5 separate regions of the Mus musculus genome follow, and regions 1, 2, 4 and 5 are each linked to region 3. A link is a contact called in public Micro-C and promoter capture Hi-C data. All regions are on one chromosome and are shown on one strand. The core of a region is the stretch at or near the end of the contact, and the rest is flanking DNA. Distances in the headings are between cores, read along the strand shown.

What was found. Promoter capture Hi-C pulls out the DNA fragments that hold promoters and counts their contacts. Hi-C and Micro-C count contacts between places; a contact is called where the count stands out from the background. Capture Hi-C pulls out chosen DNA fragments and counts their contacts.
Region 1: a contact with region 3 is called in a promoter capture Hi-C map of liver, with 3 times the contacts expected there. The contact joins the promoter of Kifc5b here to the promoter of Pgap6 in region 3. A contact is called at or near these places in 2 of 39 promoter capture datasets (hippocampal neurons and liver).
Region 2: a promoter capture Hi-C map of liver shows a contact between it and region 3, with 2.2 times the contacts expected there. The contact joins the promoter of Bnip1 here to the promoter of Pgap6 in region 3. A contact is called at or near these places in 2 of 115 datasets of contacts at active chromatin or transcription factors (craniofacial prominence and pancreatic cancer cells) and 1 of 9 other capture datasets (liver).
Region 4: a Micro-C map of embryonic stem cells shows a contact between it and region 3, with 4 times the contacts expected there. The contact joins the promoter of Unkl here to the promoter of Pgap6 in region 3. A contact is called at or near these places in 2 of 39 promoter capture datasets (both in liver), 1 of 484 Hi-C or Micro-C datasets (embryonic stem cells) and 2 of 115 datasets of contacts at active chromatin or transcription factors (astrocytes and bone marrow-derived macrophages).
Region 5: a contact with region 3 is called in a promoter capture Hi-C map of liver, with 3 times the contacts expected there. The contact joins the enhancer-like site here to the promoter of Pgap6 in region 3. A contact is called at or near these places in 4 of 39 promoter capture datasets (the HPC-7 cell line, hippocampal neurons and liver) and 2 of 115 datasets of contacts at active chromatin or transcription factors (bone marrow-derived macrophages and pancreatic cancer cells).

The regions. Positions count from the first base shown.
Region 1 is chr17:26,915,647-26,918,434 of GRCm38.p6, reverse strand. Kifc5b (kinesin family member C5B) reads right to left here and starts at 1,344. Exons shown (of 11, transcript NM_053173.2): 1 at 1,150-1,344. The coding sequence starts at 1,167.
Region 2 is chr17:26,779,814-26,782,513 of GRCm38.p6, reverse strand. It overlaps Bnip1 (BCL2/adenovirus E1B interacting protein 1), which reads right to left and starts at 1,435. Exons shown (of 6, transcript NM_172149.5): 1 at 1,338-1,435. The coding sequence starts at 1,421.
Region 3 is chr17:26,111,938-26,114,637 of GRCm38.p6, reverse strand. It overlaps Pgap6 (post-glycosylphosphatidylinositol attachment to proteins 6), which reads right to left and starts at 1,322. Exons shown (of 13, transcript NM_021793.2): 1 at 1,071-1,322. The coding sequence starts at 1,188.
Region 4 is chr17:25,186,952-25,189,651 of GRCm38.p6, reverse strand. It overlaps Unkl (unkempt family like zinc finger), which reads right to left and starts at 1,252. Exons shown (of 15, transcript NM_001197024.1): 1 at 1,160-1,252; 2 at 1-186. The coding sequence starts at 1,236. BC003965 (cDNA sequence BC003965) reads right to left here. Exons shown (of 2, transcript NM_183150.2): 2 at 1,990-2,700. It overlaps Gm52286 (a long non-coding RNA gene), which reads left to right and starts at 182. Exons shown (of 2, transcript XR_003952239.1): 1 at 182-536; 2 at 643-1,598.
Region 5 is chr17:26,891,451-26,894,150 of GRCm38.p6, reverse strand. No RefSeq gene overlaps it. Among named protein-coding and RNA genes, the nearest start is that of Gm17382, 6.6 kb to the right of the region's middle. Within about 2 kb of position 1,425, at least 72 of the 459 cell types and tissues checked have an H3K27ac peak or open chromatin away from gene starts, as enhancers often do. A contact at or near this core is called in liver, where this site is marked.

The sequences.
Region 1 (2,788 bases), core at 95-2,594, 800 kb before region 3:
CAAGCTCTGGTCTGAGCCTCCTCACAGGTGACCTCAGGTGCACAACGGACCTCAGGATGGTTTGTTGCTTTTGGTTCAGGGGATTATAGACCCAGGTGTGTTTCTTGGATGCTCCCTAGCACTGCACCACAGACCTCTTCCTTCCAGTTTTAACTCGTACCTTAATGTTGCTCCTCCTAGCTTTCTTCTTCCCCTTCCATCTGCTTGAACCTTTACAGTCCTTCACTCCCTCCCAATAGAGATACAAATTGTATTATGTCTGTCTCCCCAGGGACTGTCAGCTCACTGGTAGCTAGGACTCCTGTCTCCTACATAAGTACAGCTGTGCAGGGCCAGAAGATGCTTGGCAAATACTGCAGGAACAAATCTGAGAAAAACTATTTTACTTTTTAACTGTCACCTGTCACAGTGCAGTGCTCTCCCTTTTGGCTGTGAGTATACCAGAAAGTCTCTTCAAGCTGAACACCGACTGTGAGTCAGTCTAGACTGAAATGCTGGTAAACAAAGAATGCAGGCCGGTCTTTCCTGACACCAGAGAGATCAGTCCATTAATTACCACACACATACGCCTCAGATGCTTGTGGTGGAGAAGGGCACCCCCATAAACTAGTCAGCAGTCCAAATGAGCAAAAGGAAGAGGCAGGCGAGGGAATAAGGATCCTCTGGGCCGATGCCCCCATTTCTCCTCTCCCCTTCCTCTATCTCGATCCAGCAGCAACACAACAGGATATCAGCAAGAAATGTACTTTGCGGACAAGCGACAAGGCTTCTCTCAGAACCCTCGCTTCTCCCACAAGGCGATCTGCAAGAACTGAGAAGCACAAACATGTCGAATCCGCTTGAGAATTCGAAATGGGAAATGCTGGAGGGGGATAAGGGACACGGGATGGTAGCGCCTGCACGACTGGAATGGCGGACCAACGTCGCAGCGACTGTCCTGGGACCTCGCCGTGTGTGTGTGTGTGTGTGTGTGTGTGTGTGTGTGTGTGTGTGTGCCCTCACTGACTCGGCCGCTGGTGTCCTGGGCGCGAGGCGGTGCGACCCTCCCCTGCAGGACGGCTTGCCCCGACCTGTCCCCGGGACTCGGGTCTCCGGGCGGCCGGCCTGCGTCCTCCGCTATTGGCGCCAGGCCGTCACCGCCGCACTCACCTGCGCCTGCACGTCCATGGTGGTCCGCACAGGAAGGGATGCAAAGGCAGCAGGCAGGGTGACGAGACCCGCGTCCTCTCAAGGGCTCGCGCCGCAAAACGTCGGAGCCAGGCCAATTCGCCAGGCCAATCGGCCAAGCCAATCCGCCACACCAGTCACTTTTGAATTTCAACCTCCGCGCAGTCAACGCACTTCAATCCGCAGAGGCCAATCCGCGCCGGCGCTGCGGTCGCGAGCCAATCACGGCGCCCTCCGCCTCCGGGGCCACGCCCCCTGAGTCGCGACTCTTCTAGTCCGCCGGAGCAAGAGAACTAGACCCCTTGGATCCTACTTCCGGATCCGCTCTTCCTTATTTCTCCCTCTCCCCCTCCGGAGCGCGGAGCTAGGCCTCTGGTTGCGTCAGAAGTGCGCGTGTGTGGAGGAGTGGCGTGGGGGAGGCAATACGCATGTGCAAAGGTGCCTGAGCGGTGTCGGGGCGGAGCGAGCGCCACCTAGCGGCTGCTGCTGAACCTGCACACCTCCTCGACAAACCTGTAGACTGGAGACTGTTAAACCGAGGTTGCTCTTGGTCCGCTTTCTCAGGTCCGAAAAGTGGGAGCTGGTTGATGGCGCTGACCTGTCCTCAAAAAAGAAAAAAAGTAAAAGAAAAATTGGAGCCCATATCTGGAGATGTAATAAAGTCATAAGTCTAGAGCAGGTCCGGGAGGATAGCAAACTGGTTATCCCTGAAACTCATATAATGTGGAAGGTGAGAACTAATTCGCCACAAAGTTTTCTGTGCCCCTCCTGCCTCCAATAATATATATTATACATAAACAATATGTATTATATACATAAACATATCTTTACACATATACATAATATATACTCAATAATACCTATTATATATAAGCATATATAATATATATAAATAACATAAATTATATATTTATTTTGTTTTTTCGAGATTGGGTTTCTCTGTGTAGCCCTGATTGTCTTGGAATTCTATTTGTAGAACAGGCTGGCCTTGAACTTAGAGATGCCAGGGCTACCCTGTGCCACCATGCCCAGGTCAATAAACAATCTTTTAGATTAAAAAATCAAAACAAAACTATAAGCCAGGCTTGGTGGCACACACCTTTAATCCCAGTTCCCAGTACTCAGAATGCAGAGGCAGACAGATCTCTTGAGTTCAAGGCCAACCGGGTCTACAAAGTAAATTCCAGGGCAGCCAGGGCTTTGTAGAGAATCCCTGTCTTAAATAAAGAAATACACACATGCATACCTGCATACATACATACATACATACATACATACATACATACATACACACATACATACATAACTGGGTAAATAAACAGTATGTTTCTTGACACCAAGTTGTAAATCTACAGCCCTCTTACTTGAGATGTTTCCAAGTCTACAAATGTTAATGAGGGAACACTAAAAAATTTCTGGTTATAATTTTACAAACTGGTTATAATTTTAAACTAGACAGTATTTCCCTAGTGACTTTCTAGAAAAAAAGCAAAAGTTTTATTGTGTGATAGAATATGAGTTTGTCTTCTACTGAAACCTGTTTTGGGAGTTTATCTTTCTTGGCATGAAGCTTGACAGCAAGGTAAACCAACCTGTGAGATTTTACACATGGGATGGACTG
Region 2 (2,700 bases), core at 186-2,685, 670 kb before region 3:
ATGTCACCAGAGGCCTACCTAACAGGAAACTATGATAATATGAAGTATTATGATGCTATTACATAATTTTATATTATGATATAATATGAAAACCCAACTTTTCAAATTTTGGATATAAGGGTTTTTTTGTTTTGTTTTTTTGAAGACTCTATGTAGTACAGGCTGGCCTCAAATGCATGATGGTCCTGCTTATGCCTCCCAAGTGCTAGAGCCACTACCCTAGCAACTCTGTGTTATGTATGTATATGTATTTACATGTGCATTCTGAGGACTGAAACTAGAGCCTTGCACATGGCTAAACTTTAACTCTACTCTGAGCTAAATTTACCCCCAGCCTCTGGTAATCTCACTTGTATAAATCTTGTTTATTTTTCTAGAATTGGCCCATTTTTTTTGTTTGCACATCTCAGGAGTAAAGTTTGCGGCGTTTCTTTACCTGTTCTCTAGCTTACTCACAAAATCAACACTTCCTCACAGCACAGGATAAACTGCTAATGTGGCAGAGTGTACATCTGGCTTACCAGAGAGCACTACTCTCCATGCTCCTTTTTATAGGGGCTAGTAAAGCCAAGCTTACCCCAACAGCTAGGCACAGCCCATTTATGCAGCACTGGGGATGGCGAACCCAGTGCTGGGCAAAGTCCTCACCAGCGGAGTCACACCCCTACCCTTTCCTTATTTGCTGTCACAGCTTGTATTCTGAGCCGGTTGGGTTCTTTTTGCCAAACTCTGGAGCCATTTCTACATTCCCTGTTCTTGCTTGTGTTCCTGCACTACTGTCTCCTACTTAAGACCTGCTTCCAGATAAGCGCCTCATTTTCCAGTCTGTTTCCGGGTAGGGAAGCTCTAAAATGATTTTCCTAGGCTGGCTTTCCCCATCCAGGTCCTAATACTGGCACTGCCTGCCTTCTGACCCAGGATCTTGCACAATATTTGAATTCTTTGTTCAAAAAATTACAACCACGTCCCAGGTTAACTTAGTTAGCTTCGGGCAGGGACTGTCGGGCCAGGTGGCTTTGGGTGCCTCAGGGTCCCTAACTTAGGGAAGTGGGCGTGGGAGGCGAGCAGGGCGAGGGGTGGGGCGGGGCTACAGCCGAGAATGCGGGTGGGCGGGCTAGCCCAGCACGGCTGCAGTCCAAGGAAAGGGAGCGGCGTGTTAGGGTAACTCAGGGGTGGGCAAACCAACAGTTCACAAAAGAAAAGCCTGAAGGTCAGTGATCTCGGGGAACCGACCGAATGGTGCCTTAGGAGCCATCCTGGAACCGGACCAGGCGCGAATATTCTGGAAGATGTCAAGGCGGCCATCGAGAGCCGGACAGGAGCCTAAGAATTTGTACCTGGATAAGCGCCTTCACCTCTAGGTCGAATTTGACAATCTCTTGGTTACAGATCCGGACGTGGACATCCTGGGGAGCCGCCATGTTGGAAATGCGGCTACGGCGAGCGGCAGCAGCCAAGCTTGAACGCGTTCACGTGGCTCCTGCCCGCCTTTCCGTACTTCTTCAAATGTGATGCTGCGGGAGACCCCGTGTGGATCAAACCAGGTCAAGAGTCCAGACCTGAAACTTTTCTTGTCACGTAGAACACGCACAGCTTCTCTGGTCTGCTCCTACTAAACGGAAAAGTGGAATGTGATTATGAAGAACCATTAGAGTTGGGGTGGGGGGGAGGGGAAAATACAACTCAGGTGATGATAGGCTGGCATGCCACATGGCCTTCAGGTTTGTTCCCAGTACTAGAGATACAACAACAACCCGCTATTCTAGTGACCTTTTGGATGGAAAAAAAAAAAGGATCAATTCGGATGTCACCAAAGTTACATTTTTTTTCTTTAAAATTTAAAGCAAAATGTATACAGTAGGTATGCATTATGGAGGAAGACACAAAACTTGTAAAGGTGCAGACTTAAATACAGGTCACTGGGGCACCTCCATTAGTACAACCATGATCCTGCATTGTTGTCCTTACACATTTCTATGGCTCTGGTCCTGCCCTTTGTGTAGAATTGGATTCCAAGTATCTCATAGGAGTAGTTCTGACTGTGTGGTGTGATAGAAACAATGTCAGTGCAAACCTCAAAGAAGGGTAGTGTTTTTTAAAATTATTATTTCTTAAGCCCTCAACACCACTGGACACTTTTCCCCCACCCTCCGGGATTCTCCAGGCTCTGTCGTCTTGGATATGGGTTCCCTCTTTTTAAAATGTTTTTCTCAAACTGCACACACAGCCCCCAGTCTCCACGCCTACCTGTCCCAAAGCACCCTGTACCACCCACTTCCTAAAAGGTGCTCAGTAGCTGGCTGCAAGTATCAAAGGCCTGGATTCCAGGCTTGTAATCAGTTTCCTCAGTAGCATCACTCCTAAGTTAGGTCACCTAGAGGATGGAATGAGGTGTTGATAATGTAGCATTGAACTCAGTGCTCACTAGTTGCTATACATGTACTGTTAAGAAACACTCTGGGAGTTACTTCCCTACGTGCGGCCATTTTCTATGAAATGCTTCTGCCCAGCAGCTGCACTTGATTTGTTAGGCTATAGAAGTGGAAGGAAGAGGGGGTGGAGGACGATGACAGAACACACGGGACAGGTGAAAGGCCCTAAGTATTTTCTTTGCTTTTCTGAGGCAGGGTCTCACAGAGCCCAAGCTGGTTCCCAGCTACCTATGTAGCCAAGGATGACCTAGAACTGCTGGAATTACAG
Region 3 (2,700 bases), core at 73-2,572:
GTGTCTGAAGACAGCTACAGTGTACTTACATATAATAAATAAATAAATCTTTAAAAAAAGAAACAAGGGGCTGGTGAGATGGCTCAGTGGGTAAGAGCACCCGACTGCTCTTCCGAAGGTCCGAAGTTCAAATCCCAGCAACCACATGGTGGCTCACAACCATCCGTAATGAGATCTGACTCCCTCTTCCGGAGTGTCTGAAGACAGCTACAGTGTAATTACATATAATAAAAATAAATAAATAAGTAAATAAATAAATAAATAAAAAAGAAAGAAACAAGAGCTCCAAGGGAGGAGGGGGTGGAAATGGGAGGTACAGTCAACATCCGGAAAGGTCCAAGGAACACCAGGTAGCACAAAGGTCTCCCGGGGAGTTTCCCGCCGGGCAAGAGAAGGGAAAGTACTCATCTTTCCTATTTCTAAATGTCTGCGGGTAGGCAGAACACAGAGGGTCAAAGATCTAACTGCCTCCTTAAACTGTAGTCCAGTGCGTTCCCACTTGCGGAGCAGAAATAACAAAAAGCAGTTAGGAAGCTCCCCTATAAGGGAGTACCCTTTCTTTACATCCATTCTGGTCAGCCAGCTTCTCTAGGGCCAGCTGGCAGCACAGTCGGTGAGAAGCAAAATCAGCAATCAAGAGTGACCTTCCTGGGATTGGATTAGGAACATAATGCTGGTTAGACCCCCCCTAGTCCAGGGTCTGCCCAACTTTCTCTAGCTCAACCCTTCTACCAGATACTGTCCCTTGCGTCACCACGGTTCAGCTATTCTTCGGAGATAGGTTCCTCTACCTCCCAGCTCTTGGGTGCCACAGTCGCGTCTCTAAAGCACAGGAGAGACGGACCGGTAGAATCCGCTCCAAGTGAGCGAACTCGGCGGGCCCGGAACGGAAAAGCGGGCATGGGGGTTTTTCTGGCCCGGATGCCCCGCAGGGGGCGCAACCCAAGATGAGAACCTCGTTTCAACGCCGCGCCAGGTGAACGCACAGGTGCCCCCCGTGAGTCACAATCCCCGCCTCCCGCCCGCCCCCGGCCCGCGCCGCGGATGGCGCTGTAGGCCCGCGGGCTCACCGCTCTCCTTGCTGTTGCTGGCGGCGGCAGGCGGAGGCCGAGCCAGGAGCAGCAGCAGCAGCAGCAGTGACCCGGTCGCTGCCTCCCGCGCTGTGCCCCCGGCCCCAACCCGGCCCATGGCTCGGCGCTCAGCCCGAGCTACCCCTCCCGCGTCCCGCGCCGCTCGCCCCCGCCTGGGCAGCCCCCGCCGCCTCTGCGGCCGCCGCCACTGCCTCTGCCCGGAGCTCCCATGGCTCCGATAGACCTGCCGCCAGCGCCCCGGGCACTTCCGCCTCCGAGGCCCCGCCCCGCAGGGAGCCGGCCTGCGGTCTAGGTTCCTGAGGATGCTGGACCGCGTCACCTTGGCCAGAGTGGAGGCGAACAGCAGGGGGCCGAAAAGGTCTCATTGGAAGGGGACACGGATTCACTGGGGATCACTCAGCTTGAGGGGGTGGGCGGCAAAGGATGAAGGGTCCTGTCGAACGCTTTGGGGTACCAGACGACAGATGTCACGTATACGTGACATATACGCCCGAAGGTGCACTCTGACCTTGCCTGGAAGAACCGAACCTCCAGCTGCTCTCAGGACCCCTCACACCATAACCATAAACTGCCGCAAAAGTATAAGAGACCAAATGGAAACGGGAAGGTGCACTTTGAGTAACCGAGTTTCATGTCAGTGTCAGATGAACTACTCTGGGTACCAAAGGGATATATTCCAAACATGTTAAAGATGTGGTTGCAAACTGAAAGCCCAAAAAGAGAAGTTGAGGCTTTTTTCAGAGGGGTTCGATGCAACAACAAAAGTAAAACAATGCACTAAAAACATGCGTACAAAAATAAGCCAAACATTTGTGGCCCGTGCCTTTAATTCCAGCACTGGGGAGGCAAAGGCAGGCAGACCTCTGAGTTCAAGGCCAGGGTAGTTTACAAATAAAGTCCAGGACAGCCAAAGCTATTACACAGAGAAACCCTGTCTTGAGAAAAAAAAATTATAAATAACACCAGGTCAGGTTGCAGCCTATCATGAAAAGCTGAGTACAGTGGATCTCAGCTGAAGTCCCAGTGCTGGCAAGGCTAGAACAAGAAAATCACCAAGAGTGAGGCCAGCCTGACCTACAGATACTAGTAAAGTGCTCCCCACATCAGTATTACCTGCCTTTTCAGGAAAGTGATAAGGGACCAGGGTGGTCATGGTGCACACCTTTAATCCCAGCACTTGGGAGGCAGAGACAGACCAACCTCTGAGTTCCAGGTACTCAGAGAAACCCTGTTTTGAAAAGCTGGGGGAAAAAAGTCAAAGTGCTACATGCTACAGGATTCCTAAAACATTATGCAAATTAGAACAACAGGACCACCTCCTGTGTTAGAGAATGTTAAAAAGTTGGAGCATATTTATCCTTTTGCCAAACAAAGATCAAAAAGCTCTTTGGGGAGATGGGGCCCAAATTAAGGAATGTCCCCAAGGAGCCTCCGAACTCTCCAAAAATAGCCCCAGCCTGTAGGAAAACTATTTCCTTTGTTATCCTGCCAGGGTTCACTGAAGTGTGGGGCTGCATCCACCCACTGTTCTAATGGTAGATGCATATATAAAGTGGTCACCCCTACTGAAAGTGACTGTGGTCACATGAGAAAGGGCTGGTGGGGCAGA
Region 4 (2,700 bases), core at 3-2,502, 920 kb after region 3:
GTGGCCTCATCGTACTTGGAGCAGTATATGTCCGGGCTGTAGTTGAAGGTGCCATCGCGTCGTCGGAGCGGTCTGCGACGACGCTGATTTAGGAAATGCCAATGGAAACAGGTGAACGGCCTGTGCTGGCTGCACTTATGCTGCAAAAACAGGGAGCACTGCTCTGTCCTAAACTCCTTTAGATACCTAAAAAGACAAACAGCGTTGCGGGCCGCAGCCACCGCCGGCTGGAGGCCCCTGGGATGCGGCGGGGCAGGGTCCCAGACGAGAAGCATCCCCCACCCCCGGCAATACACACACACACACACACACACACACACACACACACTGAGCGATCCTGACTGCCATGGCCCGGTACCCTCCTTTTTTAAAAGCACCCCGGGTGTCACTTCCCAACTCGGAGACCAGGTAACTCCAGTCAGGCAGACTCTCCGTTCCCTGACCCCAAATACCACTTCCCAGTCCCCAGATAAGAAGATTCCCGGACACGAGGCATAGACCTCCTCTTAGCAGGCCATCACCAACTCTGATCCCAGGTAACTCTACAGAAGTACACTCCATTCTCTGCCCCCTTCTAGTCCCTGACCCCTGGAGCCACCTCTCAATCCTCAGTCCCGGTCTCCCGCTCGACTACCTTCATAGGTTCCAGATGGACTGCAAGCGCCACCCGCCCACACCAGGCGCAACCCCTCTTCTGCGCCGCAGAAACGACCCCCGGGCTCACAACCAAGCGGCCACCGGACTCTAGGTGCGGCTCCGCCCCCAGCCCAGAGGTCACCCCAGACCCCGGAACCGCCTCTCAACCTCAGGCAGCGACTGCTCGAGTCCGGATGGCCGTGCGCCCACCTCCAGCCCAGGCGCGGCCCTGAGCTACGAACGCAGGCGCTGTTCCCCAGACTCCAGTCTGGCGCGCGGGGTCGCCGGAGACCAGGAGCAAGTCCAGCCCCCAAGCCAGGGGTCACCGAAAACCCTGGGCGCTGCCACTCCACCTTAGGCGGCGGCCCGCGCCTGGACGGCGTGACCCGCAAGAGCTGGCGGCGGGGGCGCGGGCGCGGGCGGGGCGCACCCACAGCGGCGACACCGGGGCCCGTGGCGCACGCGGGCCGCTGCTTTGCGCCGCAGCGCCCAGAAGGCCACGGACCGCAGCCCAGGCACTGACCTGTAGTGGGTTGGTTTCTCTGTCTGCGGGGGGGACCCGCTCAGCGCCGCCGCCGCCGCTTTCGAAACCGACGGCATTTTCAGTCAAAACAATGCAGCGCGCATGCGCCGCGCCGGCGCCCCCGGATCTCCCCCCCGCACCGAGCCCCCTGCGCCCCCCGCCGCGCCGGCCACACCCCCGGGCACGCCACGCCGGCCACGCCCCCACCGACCCCTCGCCCACGCGCGCTGTGCGGCGGGGGTGACACACAGGTTCTGCCGGCCCACCACGGCAGCAAGTTACAGGCGCAAGGCGGGACACGCCCGTTGGTGTAGAGTCCCCATGATGGCCTCTGCGTCCAGGGCTGCTGTTGGGCACAGGTTTCTTTGAACTGGAAAAAGTCTATAATTAGACTGTGACGATGGTCGCCCCTTTATTAAATTTGTGAATTTAAGGATAATCCGAGTGTGAATTCTGTTGAGCCACTTTTTTAAAAACACAGCGTAAGATGCTGCCAGATGAGCCCATCGGGTAAAGGATGTACAGGGTGGTCAGTAATCAGACTGATCTGGGGTCCGCAGAATGCTAACTGCACGTGGCGGGCAGGACTCGCAAGTGCTAGGATGAATTCGGGAGAACCCAGGGCTAGCATTCACTGGTGTGTAAAGTGACCACAGCTCCTCTGCTAACTGCGGGTGTGCTCTGAGGGATAAAGTCTGAGTAGCACAGCCACAAGTGTTCTGAAAGGAATGGGCAGAAAAGAGAGGGATGTTTTCAGAAAGGAGGATTACAGAAAACCTATCCCATTTCCAGAAACACGATCTAAAATATTAACAGAGAGACATACACGGTCCAGGTATGTATGCTATATTTTAAAGTACTAGTAAGGTAAAATTACCATTTGCTGGTAGGATTACTGACTTCTTCATATGACATTTTTGTAGACAAATTCTTTGAGTTGTTGACAACTTTGGAGAGTGAGTTGGTTTGGTTTGGGTGCTAGAGGTAGAACCCGGAGCCATGTGCGTGCCCGGACCCAGGTCCATGCCGGCTAAGCACTTATCCCTGAGCATTTCCCCTAGCCCACAGACCCTGAAGTTAACTTAGTTTAAAGGACTTATTTTAATGGTTGCACAAGCATGTGGATGGATAGTGAGCTGTAGGCAGTCCCAGCAAACAGAAACATTGTTTTTTCAAAGATCAAATAGAAGAATGAGCAAGCAGGGAAGGGCAGACAGGGGAACCTACAGAGGAATAAATGTGTCTCAGACTGCTGAGGGATAGGGAATGAAAACTAGGTCAACCCCCAAGTCCAGCCTGGAGAAACACACAAGACAACCTAAGGAATCTGAGAGAGAGAGAGGGAGAGAAAGAGAGAGAGAGGGAGAGAGAGAGAGAGAGAGAGAGAGAAGCTGGCTCTGTAAGGTGTGACAGAGAGCAAATAGCAGTGATGGTGGAACTCAGCGACCTTGACTGTGGACATGGGCAAAGGTCTCTCATCAAAAGATGTGTTTTATTCCTCTGCAGACATCACCTGTGACACCCACATAAGGGCCAGACGT
Region 5 (2,700 bases), core at 176-2,675, 780 kb before region 3:
AGTAACCAAACACCAGGGCAGGGCCTCCCATGAGCAGGGGTCATACCTCCCTTAAGACAGAATTCCTGATCCTTACTGTCTCTCCCCGCCAGAAAAAGCCAACAGTGGTGGGGAGCAAGAAGGTGGCTCTCCCTAGACACTGTCACCCTGTGATCTTCACGGGCACAGTGGCTTGAGTAGCCTCTGTTCCTTCATGTCTAGCCAGGGCAGCCAGACTCCCAGCGCTGGGTAGCAGGGACGCATAGGCTTGTAAAGCTGTTCCATTCTTCTGTGAACTTCAGCTCACTGTTGACAACTCATTTGATTCTGACATGGTGACACAATGGATGACCGTGGACAAGGAAGAGAAAGTAGAGAAGGCTTCATGCACGACACAGCCAGGAATTGTGTCTCCATAAGGCGGCCGGGAACCAGGACAAAGCCTCTCCTGTGCTGAGACAGTGTGAAGGAACCTCCCTCGGGAGGGAAAGATGTGGTGCCAAGCCAGACACTGAGGGCCACAGTGGCTGCATCCACAACATCAGGACCAGAATGCCTTGGCCAGGGCCTTGGAGGGATAGAACAGGAAATTGGGGCTTAACGGGTACAGAGGTTTCTTCTGAGGTGGTGAAAACACTTGGGAGACAGCTGGTGGCCATACTGTAAAAGTCACAGAGCAGGGAACTGAGGGCTCTAAAATGGCTAATTTTGTGCGATGTAGATTTTACCACAACGTTTTTTAAAGTTTAAAAAAGAAAACTCTGCTTGCCAAATAAAACATCTGTGGGCTGAATTGCACCCGGTTTTCAATCCCTAACAAGCAATCCCCAAGACCCCTTTTTAATGCTCATATCCCGAATCTCCGGGGTGGGGGGGCACCACTCCAACCAGGCAGTGACCAGCCAGCTACCTCCCCAGCAAACAGAAAAGGGCTTCTTTCTGTCTCCCAAACTGGGATGCTTTGGAGCCAGAAAATAAAAGTCTGTTGGAAATGGAACTCGGCCAAGCTTTTCCTTTCTCTTTCTCTTTTTCTTTTCTCTCTCTTTTTTTCCAAGTGCCCTTTGCCACAATGAAGGGCAAAGAGCTACCCCTGAGTGACAGCGATTGGACTTTGTTGATACAGCCCAAGTTCAATTTTTGTGAGGTTCATAATTAAGCTGTCATCCCCCGCTCCGGCGCAATTAGGGCCAACAGCGCGGATGAATGGCCCTGTTATCACGGGAAATTATAAATAGAGGTTCTGCATAGCGTCAGGGCCGAGCTTCTCTAGGCAGAACCAGCAAGCCCGGAGTGTGTCCACCCTCCCTGGCCGACAGACTGACAGCTCCGAGTCCAGCTGTCATCCAGAGCTCAATTCTGTCTCTGTCATCTGAGCCTAGACTGTAGACACAGCTCCACAGCAGGAGACTAGGGCTAGATATGGCCTTTGTGTTCCCTCCCTCCTGGGGCTGCAGTGTCTGTACTGAGCAGAGGGAATGAGCCTCCTCCTGACAGGCTGAGGTGTTGGTGACCAGAGAGACAGGCTGCCTGGCAGGTCCCAGCCAGCAGAACTCACAAAGGTACAGCTGAGGGCAAAGGTCCCAGACCCTCCTCCCCTGGCCTCCCCTGGCCAGCCTTCTGACACGCTCACCCTCTCAGCAGACCTTGTATCTGCCAGAACAGGTCATTTTGGAAGGGAGTCCCACAGCCAAGAAACACAGTCATGTATCCTCCATGGGTACACACTCTGAGAGGACTGTGGTTAGCAAATTGGCAGATTTCATCCTGTAGTAATGGATCTCTCCCCCCTTCCCTCTTTTTCTTCCTCCCTCTCTCCTTCCTTCCTTCCCTCCCTCCCTTTCTCTTCCCCCCTCTCCATCTCTCCCTTCTTCTTTCCTTTCCTCTCTCCTTCTTTCTCCTCTCCTTCCCTCCCTTCTTCCCTCTCTCCCACCCTCTCTCCCTCCTTTCTTTCCTCCCTCCATCTCTCCTCTCCTCCCTCCCTTTCTGCCTCCCTCCCTCTCTCCTCACTGCATTTCCTTTCTCGGTACTAGAACCCAGGCCTCATGGGTGCTAGGCCAGCACTCTTCCCTTAGCCTTGCAAGATTCTTTCTTTCTTATGTAACCATCATGGAGTGTGCTGTACATCTAGGCTCCATGCTGTAGCCTAGGAGACAAGCTGGATAGAGAGGTCCAACATGTCTGGCCCAGGACTGTACTTGGGCTCCAAACCTGCAAAGCGTGCTTCTGTACAGAATGCTGGAGGTAACTGTAAAATAATTTTATCTGTGTAGTAGCCATACCTAAGTACAGTAAAACTAGAGTGAGAGCCATTCTCAAAGGCCAGGTGTGCTTGGCACGTGCTTTTCATCCCAGCACTTGAGAGGCAGAGACAGCTTGACCTCTGTAAATTTGAGGCCAGCCTGGTCTACATAACAAGCTTCAGGAGCGCCAGGGAGCCAGGGCTACATAAGGAGACCCAGTCACAAAACAAAACAAAACAAAACCACAAAAAAGCCAAACATGGCTGCACGTGCCTGGAATCCCAGTGTTGGTGGCAGAGAACAGTGGCTTTTGCAAGCTTGCTGGCCAGCCAGTCTAACAAAAACAAGGAACCTTCCAGTCAGTGAGAGACCCTCTCTAAAGGCAATAAAACAGAAAGCAATAGGCGAAGACACACTTGTCCTGTGCACACAGACAGACAGAAAGACAGAGACTGACTGACTGACTGACTGACTGACTGAC